Regions from separate parts of the Rattus norvegicus genome. Here region 1 is linked to region 2. The links are chromatin contacts, called in public Hi-C maps. All regions are on one chromosome and are shown on one strand. The core of a region is the stretch at or near the end of the contact, and the rest is flanking DNA. Distances in the headings are between cores, read along the strand shown. Region 1 has its middle 26 kb from the start of Ldhal6b. Region 2 overlaps Arid1b (AT-rich interaction domain 1B).

Region 1 (4,258 bases), core at 1,398-3,897, 140 kb before region 2:
ACCACTCGGGGAAATGCTACGGCTCCTGGTGGATAGAACAGAACCCACGCCCCCCAAAAGAGAATTAGCTACTCCAAATGGTGACAGTCTCAGATAGATATTATTCCAGCCATTCCTAGACACCCCTTGGGCCCAAGAGACCCTAAACCTTGATCTAATGAAGTACTGTCAGGTAACAGTGGCCTTGACCCAGAACTCCTAGGCTTGTCCCTTGGCCCAGGACACAGCGTTGGTGATGAAGACAGGCAAGAGGTTGCAAGGCAGGTCTGCCAGGCAGCGTGTGGGTGTTGGGGTAATGGTCACTGGGACTCCTTGTTTCATCCTCTTTATTCAGGCCAGTTCCTAAGGTGCTGGAGGAAGATGTACCTTGTCCCAGGACTCTGTCCTTCCCGGTGATCTTCATAGCACAGCACGGACAAACCTTCCTTACCTCGGCAGACACTTTCAGAGCTCAAAGGAACCTTGGGTGTTTTCTTTTGCAACCATCTTCTTTCCCAGGTAGGAGGCCAGACTGGGTTCATGCCTGGCCTCTGTGCCTCAGTTTCTTCATTAGTAAATTACAAGTAATAGCTTCTGCTGTGTGCCTGGGGCACTTTCACACACATTATCTCCAGCTCTCAACACCCTGGCAAGAGAGCAGCTCACCCACCTGAAGGCACCTGGGCTTCAGGTATCTTTCCCGAAGCCACAGGACCAGCAGAGCAGGTTCTAGGGAAGGAAGGAAGCCACCATAACTAGGATTCCCTCACTCTGGGAGCAGGCTGCCCCACAAGGTCTTGGATCCTGCTACCAGTTTGAATCACTTACAAACCCCTGCAAAGTCACGCTGCCTTCAAACTCTAGTGCTTCTTCCGTTGAGATGCTCAAATACTACTGCGGAGGTTCTCCCTACTGCGGAATCTGAGAACCTTGGTCCCGGATACACATGTTTGAGGCTCAGGACAAGTCTGTTCCAGGAAATGTTCATAGGGGTAGCAGGAGGCCTAGTTAGAGTGAATGGCAATCACACACGAGGCCTTGGGGCTCCGTCTCTAGCCACAGCACGAAACTGGGCACGATGACACAACCCAGAACTGCAACCCTCAGGAGGTAGATATAGGAGAGGCAAGAGTTCGAGGTTATCCTTGGCCTTGTCTACCTGAGGTCCTGGAGGGTGGGAAGAGAGGACAGGTTGTCAGAAAAGGTTGATGGATGTAATTTGAGCACTCCAGAATCTTGAGTTTGGAGGCAGCCTGGACTAGAGAGACCCCATTACCTTTCCATTGCTGTGATAAAATATCATGAATCCAAATGACTTAAAGAAAAGGAGCTCATTATGGGCTTATGTTTCCGGGGAGGAGGAGCCCATCACGATGGGAGGGAGGGATGGCACCAAGTAGCAGTGTGGCAGAGAGGACAGAAACCTGAGAAACCATGCAACAACATCAAGCATGAAGGAGAGAGAGAGAACTGGAAGGGGTAAGGTTATAAACTCTCAAAGCCCCGCCCCCAGTGACATCACTTCCTCAGCAAGGTTGGTTGCACCACTCCTCCCCCCACCCCAAAACAGCTCCATCAACCTTGAGCCCAAAGGGGACATTTCTCAGTTAAGCCACCAGCCTCTGCTCCTTGGCCCCATAATCTTGTAGCTGAATCGTGATATAAAATGTTTTTACTTTAACTCCACAAGTCTTCATAGTCGTTCACAGTCACAATGTGGTTTTAAAACCCAACTGTATAGTCTCTTCCAAGGCTCAGGACAGTCCCTCAACCATAACCCCCTGCAGTGTCAAAAAGCAAGTCACCTAGTTCTGGGACTTCAAAGTGCTTCAAAGTCTCCACCCTCATGGTTTTGCTATCCATAGCACACATCTCTCTTGGCCTAGTTCCATTCCATATATGCAGCTCTCTGAGGTAGATGTCCCATGTCTCTTGCATCTCCAACATCTTGGGGGGCTCCACTAGGGCCCAGGCTTTACTTTCATAGCGTCACTCACTGGCCTTTCCGGGTCTGTTGCCCTCTCAAAGGGTTTTCACGTTGTGGTGGTGACGTTGGTGGTAGGAGGAATGATGTCCATGCTGCATCCATACCAGACCCTCTGATCATGTCCCTTCTTTTCCCATTTTCTCCACAAAAAGGTCAGTACTGCTGGCATATGGTGTGTGTGTATGTGTGTGTGTGTGTGTGTGTGTGTGTGTGTGTGTGTGTGTGTGTGTGTATGGACTTGGGTCAGTATGTATGCAGACACTTTGTCTTTAATATCTCTGAAATTTACTAAACTCCCAAAGTCTTAAAATAAAAATAGGGTTAAACCATTTGGATCTTCTGTTTAAAAAAAAAAAAAAAAAAAAAAAGAACCAGCCAACTGTAGTTATAGGCAATTAATGTGATTCTGGGAGGGCTCTGGTGCAAGATAATGGAAAAGCTGATTAGAAATGAGCCAGGGGTAATTAGGAAGGTCGGAGCAGTCCCTGAGCTCTAAAGGAGAAAACTCTGACTCTGGCTGCTCCCAGGCACTGGGGTCTCTCCACAGCAACCTGGTGGCCAGCGGGGTGGGGGTGGGGAGCTAGCCAGGGAAGGCTGAGTTCAGCCTTGTGTAGGGAGGCAAGGTGAGGATGAGGGAGGACAGGAGTGGGGCTCTCTGTGGTCCTGCAGCTTCAGAAAGGAGACAGCTAAAAATAAACTCAGAGAAGGGCAAGGGAAACGAGAGCAGGAGGGAGGAGCCTTGGAGAACAGAAAACAAGATTCTGGCCTGGAAAGGCACCGTTGCCAGGCTGGGGACAGGAGCCAGAGAGGCCAGGGGTCCTCACCCCGATGTGGACAGACTGGCTCCCTCCCGGTCCCCTCAGCAGCCCCCTGGCTTGCATCCGTGCATTCTAAATTTATCTCCTCCTCTGGGTCCTGTTCTTCTCTCTCCTGAGTCTCTCTGATCTCTTTTGAATGTTTGATGTTTGCTCTGCTTAGATGCTATTGCATATTCTTTCCCTACAGCAATGAGAGCTAGGTGACCAGACCAATGAACACAGCAGCGGCAGCAGCAGCAGCAGCAACAGCAGCAGCAATCCCCCCTCCCCCCTCCCCCCCACCCCCCCACCCCCCCACCCCCCCCACCCTCCGGGATCGAATCACCTGCAGTTGGAGCTGAGCTAGAACTAATCTCAAACACCATGGAGACCCTGCGCGCTTTGCCTAGGGACCTGAGCGATGGTCACAGAGCCTCAGTTGGTTTTTGGCCTCATCAGCTCTCAGAGGGTTTCTGTCCTCCATGGTGTGATTTCCAGACAAGAGGACTCCTTCTTGCACAGTGTAAGGAGCCCAGATCTCAGAAAAGGCTTCTCTTCAGGGCACATAGGGGACAGCTCCACCCTTCAGAGGATCATGGCTTCCTTATAAACCTAGTTGTGTCACATGGGTCTCCTCAGTAATGTGATGTTTACTTTGTATCAGGGAGACTGCTGTAGGTTACAAGAATGTATTACAAAGCTACATTGTAACAAACTAAAGAAGGCTGTGGGGTCTGCAGCCAGGTTACAATCCCAGCCCTTCCTTCTCTTCCTCCTCTTAGCCTTAGCCCTGTGTCGTCCACCCCGGACCCCGCAGCTGTAAGACTGACATAGCCTTTCTGAAACCAAAGCTCTTGCCCATCAGGGATGAACCTGCCTCACAGGGTTACTGTGAATATTTAAACATTAAGGATTTACTGTGCTTGGTTTGTCTTGGCATGATGCAAATGATCACAATAATCACTTTTATTACCATTATTTCCCATGGGCAGTAGTCAGCCATTGGCCTAATGGCCTACTGGAGAAATGACACCATTAATGGTTTATCAAGTCTCAAAGCAGAGGCCAGCAGGAGCTACGAAAGCCTGCTAAGCGGGACCTGTACCCTGTGGAACCTCATGTACAGACTTCACTGCCCAGAATCCTGTCACCTAGTTTTGAAAAGTCCTGCCATCCTGAGGGACTTTGCCATCCCTACCTTATGAGCTGGAGTTATCACCGAGAAAGGAGCCTCAGTTGAGGAAATGCCTCCATGAGACCCAGTTAGTTGTAAGGCATTTTCTCAACTAGTGATCAAGGTGCGAGGACCCAGCCCATTGTGGGTGGTGCCATCCCTGGGCTGGTGGTCCTGGGTTCTATAAGAGAGCAAGTCGAGCAAGCCAGGGGAAGCAAGCCAGTAAGTAACGTCCCTCCATGGCCTCTGCATCAGCTCCTGCTTCCTGGCCTACTTGAGTTCCAGTCCTGACTTCCTTTGGTGATGAACAGCAATGCAAAT
Region 2 (4,546 bases), core at 1,575-4,074:
TTGGGGAATTCAGTCTCTTTTCCCTTCACTCCCACTACAGGCATGCTCCCATTATGTGTTAATGCCTGCCTTAGGTCTTAACAGATCTAAACCTCCCAAATCCAGGTATAACACCAATTTTTTTCTCCTATTAATTCATGTTGGACTTTTCAGAGTCATAGAAAGCTACCATTTCCACAAAGTGAAGTGATTTCTGCTACAACTGGAAAGAAACTGGACACATTCTCCCTGCTTGAGCTTTTAGATGAGAACACAGACAGAACTCCCAGCCTTCAGAGACCCTAAGCAAGGGACTCAATTAAGCCAGGCTGTACTTCTGGCCAAAACACCATGCCTATATTCATTTGCTAAGTCTGGGGCAATCTGTCATGGGACAGGAGAAAATTCATAGACGCTTGCTCTTCGGGGGTAAAAATCCACCAAAATTATCATTGTTAGTTCAAGCCATTTCAGTCATGCCCAGTGGAAACTCCTTCCAGTTGGATCCTGTGTTCCACTGACAGCCTTCCTCTTCTCTTTGAGTGTGTCCTTACTTTTAGGATGACCAGAGGCTGTAGGATCATCTTGTGCTAGTTTTACACAAGTCCTGGGATCCGTCAGCTCATTTAGAAGTCCTGGTTCTTGTCCCTGGAGGACAGTGCTCTAAGATTGAGCTGTGGGTGTCAGGGTGGCTCACTGTTAATGGTACACAAATGCCTCTCGCTCTCCCAGTGGGCAGAGGCATATCTAGCCCATGGGTTACATGACCCTATAAGCTGATATTTATATGTATAAAGATGAGTTTATAGAAGTATCTCCAATTCCAGTCCCAATTAGAGCACACTTAAGGCCTCTTACTTATAACTTCTCCAACAGTAACAAATCGAAATTTGTATCTAAATCAATTAACTTGTTTTAAATTATATACAGAGAACAATTTATTAGTGTTGCTATTCCATTTTAGGTGCTCTGTACAGCATTTTGGCAGCACTTCCTGAGGCTTTGGGGGATGCTCCTATAGTGTAAAGAGTGAAAGATGAAGATGTGCACACAGCCACTGTCTCCTACTCAGGGTGTCTGTACACTCCAGTCCTTGGGGGTGTGACACCATCTTACTTGCACTGGGGGATAGCTTGACTTTTTCATACTTTTTCTCATGCCTTTTATTGAATTCTCTAATTTATATGGTTGCTACCAATAATACATTATTGGTATTAATGCAAGTGGTTATCCTTGCTTTATTTGTATCCTAAATAGAAATGCCTTGGGAGATGATCTATAACACAACCATACCTAGGATCGACACACTTCAGCCCATCCACGACACAACCACCTAGGATCGACACATTCAGCTTTATCTATGACACAACCATCCCCAGGATCTTTGCACTTAAGTATGCTGACAATGCCATCTCCTTCGTCCTCAAATCGTGTCTAGGGATTAGATTTCTGTTAAAGATTATGTCCACTTACATTTATTTTCATAGTCTATGATAATAATAGAAGTGCTCCTACTGAATCATTCTAGACTTTCTGGGATAAATGCCACTGGGTTATGGTGTCTTAATACGTTTTCTAACATATAACTAGATTCTGGTGCCATGCTTCCTTATAAATCTACATTAACTAGGTTTTGAGGATGATTCTTCTAATTAGAAATAGGTAAAACTGGATCAAGTCAGCCATTATAAGTATTTTTTAGTAGAATAAACGAGATATTGTGACTTTATACAGAATGTAGAGAAAACTGGCTAATCTATATGATTTGGCAAATTGATACACATCTAATAAATGTCCTTTGTATGTGCCTGTGATGTTACTATGGTTCATTTAGATCATTATGGAAACCCACCCCCAGGCATGTCTGTGAGGGATTTTCTAAATCAGATGAATCGAGGTGGGAAGAGCCACCCTAAGTGGGTGGCATTATTTAGGGGGCTGGAGTCCAGGGCTGGGTAAGAAAGGCTGGGAGAGATGAGTCAAGCATTCACCTCTCTGCTTCCTGGCTGTGGAGGTGATGTGAACACCTGTTCATGCTCCAGCCACTGTGTCGTCCAGCCAGGGCAGAGCACACCCAGACTGTGGGCCATTGCATTGCTTTTGTGAACTCTTTGTCCCAGCACCAAGAAAAGGAACTAATACAGAGCTTAGCATATGTAACAGCAAGGTGTGGGTGGGGCGGCTGGCCCTGATCCTCCAGAACTGCACACTTCCCACGGATGAACACTGGGATTAACACTCATGTTTTCAATTTCCTTCTATGTTTACTGCATGGTATGTCTCGTTATAGTGTGAATCCCACAAGAACAGGGACCTCTGTGTGCTTCACTCTTTGCTACTTGAGACTCTGGTCTCTAGAACCAGACATATTCAGTAAGCGTTCAATATATATTTGTTGACAAACGAATAAATGACTGCTTATTCCAGAAAGCAAACTTAGACTAATAGCTAATTAGATTTTTGTATGAGTTAACAGTAATCATGTAATTTTATCTTGTTATTCTAAGTCAGAATTAGACAACCTCTTTCTTTTTCTTAATAAACTGGCAGATAGTAAATATTTTAGGCTTTGAGACCATATGTTCTCTGCCACAACTACTTAACTCAGTGATTGTGAGTAGTTTAAAAGCAGCCACTGATGATACATGAAATGGCAAAAATAGAATTTTATTTACAATACTGTGTAATGCCCTGGAATCATCCCACAGGCACTGTCCCCTTATAAACAATTCTATAAGTAAGAAAGCATGCAGGACAGCTGCTCTGGAAGGCCAGTAAACATGAGGGAGTGTTTTGTGAGAGCAGCAGCAACAGGCCACCTGATACACCTCTCACGCCAACAGCAAGGCTTGCAGAAGCACGCTGGAGCATGCCTTGGGGCTGGAAAGAGGACACACGTGCCAGGTCTCAGACACTAATGTGCCTCCCAGTCTCTAGAGGTCCCGAGACTTACAAGGCCCCTTCCTGTTGTTAAACCAGAAAGGAATTCAGGGTGTGGGGAAGGATTGGGGGGTGCTGTCCTGTGGAGATGCTGGCAAGTTGTACACAAAGCTCCAGGGACTCTGTCTTCTTAAACCATCACACATGCTAGGGCAAGCTCTTCAGGGATGAGGCTGCCTGTGAGTCACCTATAGGTTGACTTATACGCTCCTAAGTAACAACAAGCTCTCTAGCTCACTAAGGTACACCTGGTGGACACGTTTCTTTGGTCTGTTGTTGGTGGCCTCTCTCGTTAATCGACACTTCCTCCCTTTTTCCAGGAGAAACCACACAATAATTTGGCCAGGCTTGTGGCAGACTCACTGCCCTCTGCAGCAGTTATAGCGTGTGCAGGTCTAAGAGCAAAATGATTTCCCTGGCTCTTAGAACAAACAAAAGAGAATAAACAACTTTCTGGGTGAGCTATGATTGCACAGGTCATACAGACAGTGTTGTTGGGAGGACAGAAGAGAAACACAGTGAGTGAGCGGGGTGCCACAGTGACTCTGCTAAACGTTCCTGGGCTCCAGTCTCCTCCGCTACTATAGCAGATAAGATCAAGAACTGAACTACAGCTCCTCTGGGTGCGTGCATGTGTGTGCGTGTGTGCAAGCGTGTGTGTGTGTGTGTGTGTGTGTGTGCGAGCGTGTGCATGCATATGTGTCAATGTGAGAGTGAATGTGTGAGTGTGTGAATGTGTGTAAGAGTGAATGTGTGAATGTGTGTACATACTTCCCCTCCCCATGACTCATGGATGAAGTGGAAGGACAGCCTGTAGGGTTGGCGCTCTGCCCAGTGATCAGCTCAGGCAGCCAGCCTAGCAGCAGGGCCTTCACCCACCGAGCACCTCACCAGCCCACGGATCTGTCCACAGATTCAAGCCTTTGTCACTAAGCAGCTCATGGTCACTGAGGTGACTAGCCAACAAGACTGACCAGGGATTGTGATTTGCAATCCTTCAGATTTACTGATGTCTTGATTTCCTAGTAGACTATCATTAAGAGTATAAGGGTTTGCTATGTGGGTATTCTGTTGAAATGCTTTAGACATTCAAACCCAACTACTCCAAGTTTATCTTCAAACTTACACACCTTTCTCTGGACACTGCCCTCTCCCTCCCTACATGTGTGTGTGCATAAACACATGCTCCAGCTTTCGGGGATGGGCTCTCTTCTCATCATGTGGGATTGGACTCAGGGCATCGCCTGGCAGTCTTTACCTGCTGAGCCGTCTTACTCCACTTCTCTCCCCTTCTGCATTTTCTTTTGCCCAAAGCCGTCTAACAGGAACACAGTAACCTGCCATCAGCACCCATCCTCCAGATTCCCTTATTTTCCACATTGACACAGATGTTACAGTGAGGGAGGGAAGGGCTAGTGGGTAATGCACAGCGGCCAGTGTACTGCACACTCCCTCCAACCCAGCCTCCTGCCACAGACCTGGGAATCTCTCTCTCCTCTCCCTCCACATGTATGCATGGATGTATGTATATGTATGTATCTATACACACATCCATCCATCCATCCATCCATCCATCCATCCATCCATCCATCCATCCATCCATCTATCTATCTATCTATCTATCTAT

What was found. Hi-C and Micro-C count contacts between places; a contact is called where the count stands out from the background.
Region 1: a Hi-C map of Schwann cells shows a contact between it and region 2, with 10 times the contacts expected there. The contact joins two enhancer-like sites. A contact is called at or near these places in 7 of 12 Hi-C or Micro-C datasets (Schwann cells, frontal cortex, hepatocytes and 4 more).

Annotation. Positions count from the first base shown.
Region 1 is chr1:48,376,715-48,380,972 of GRCr8, reverse strand. No RefSeq gene overlaps it. Among named protein-coding and RNA genes, the nearest start is that of Ldhal6b, 26 kb to the left of the region's middle. Within about 2 kb of position 2,647, at least 9 of the 93 cell types and tissues checked have an H3K27ac peak or open chromatin away from gene starts, as enhancers often do.
Region 2 is chr1:48,239,494-48,244,039 of GRCr8, reverse strand. The region is part of intron 5 of Arid1b (AT-rich interaction domain 1B); the gene reads right to left. Among named protein-coding and RNA genes, the nearest start is that of Ldhal6b, 160 kb to the left of the region's middle. Within about 2 kb of position 2,824, at least 5 of the 93 cell types and tissues checked have an H3K27ac peak or open chromatin away from gene starts, as enhancers often do.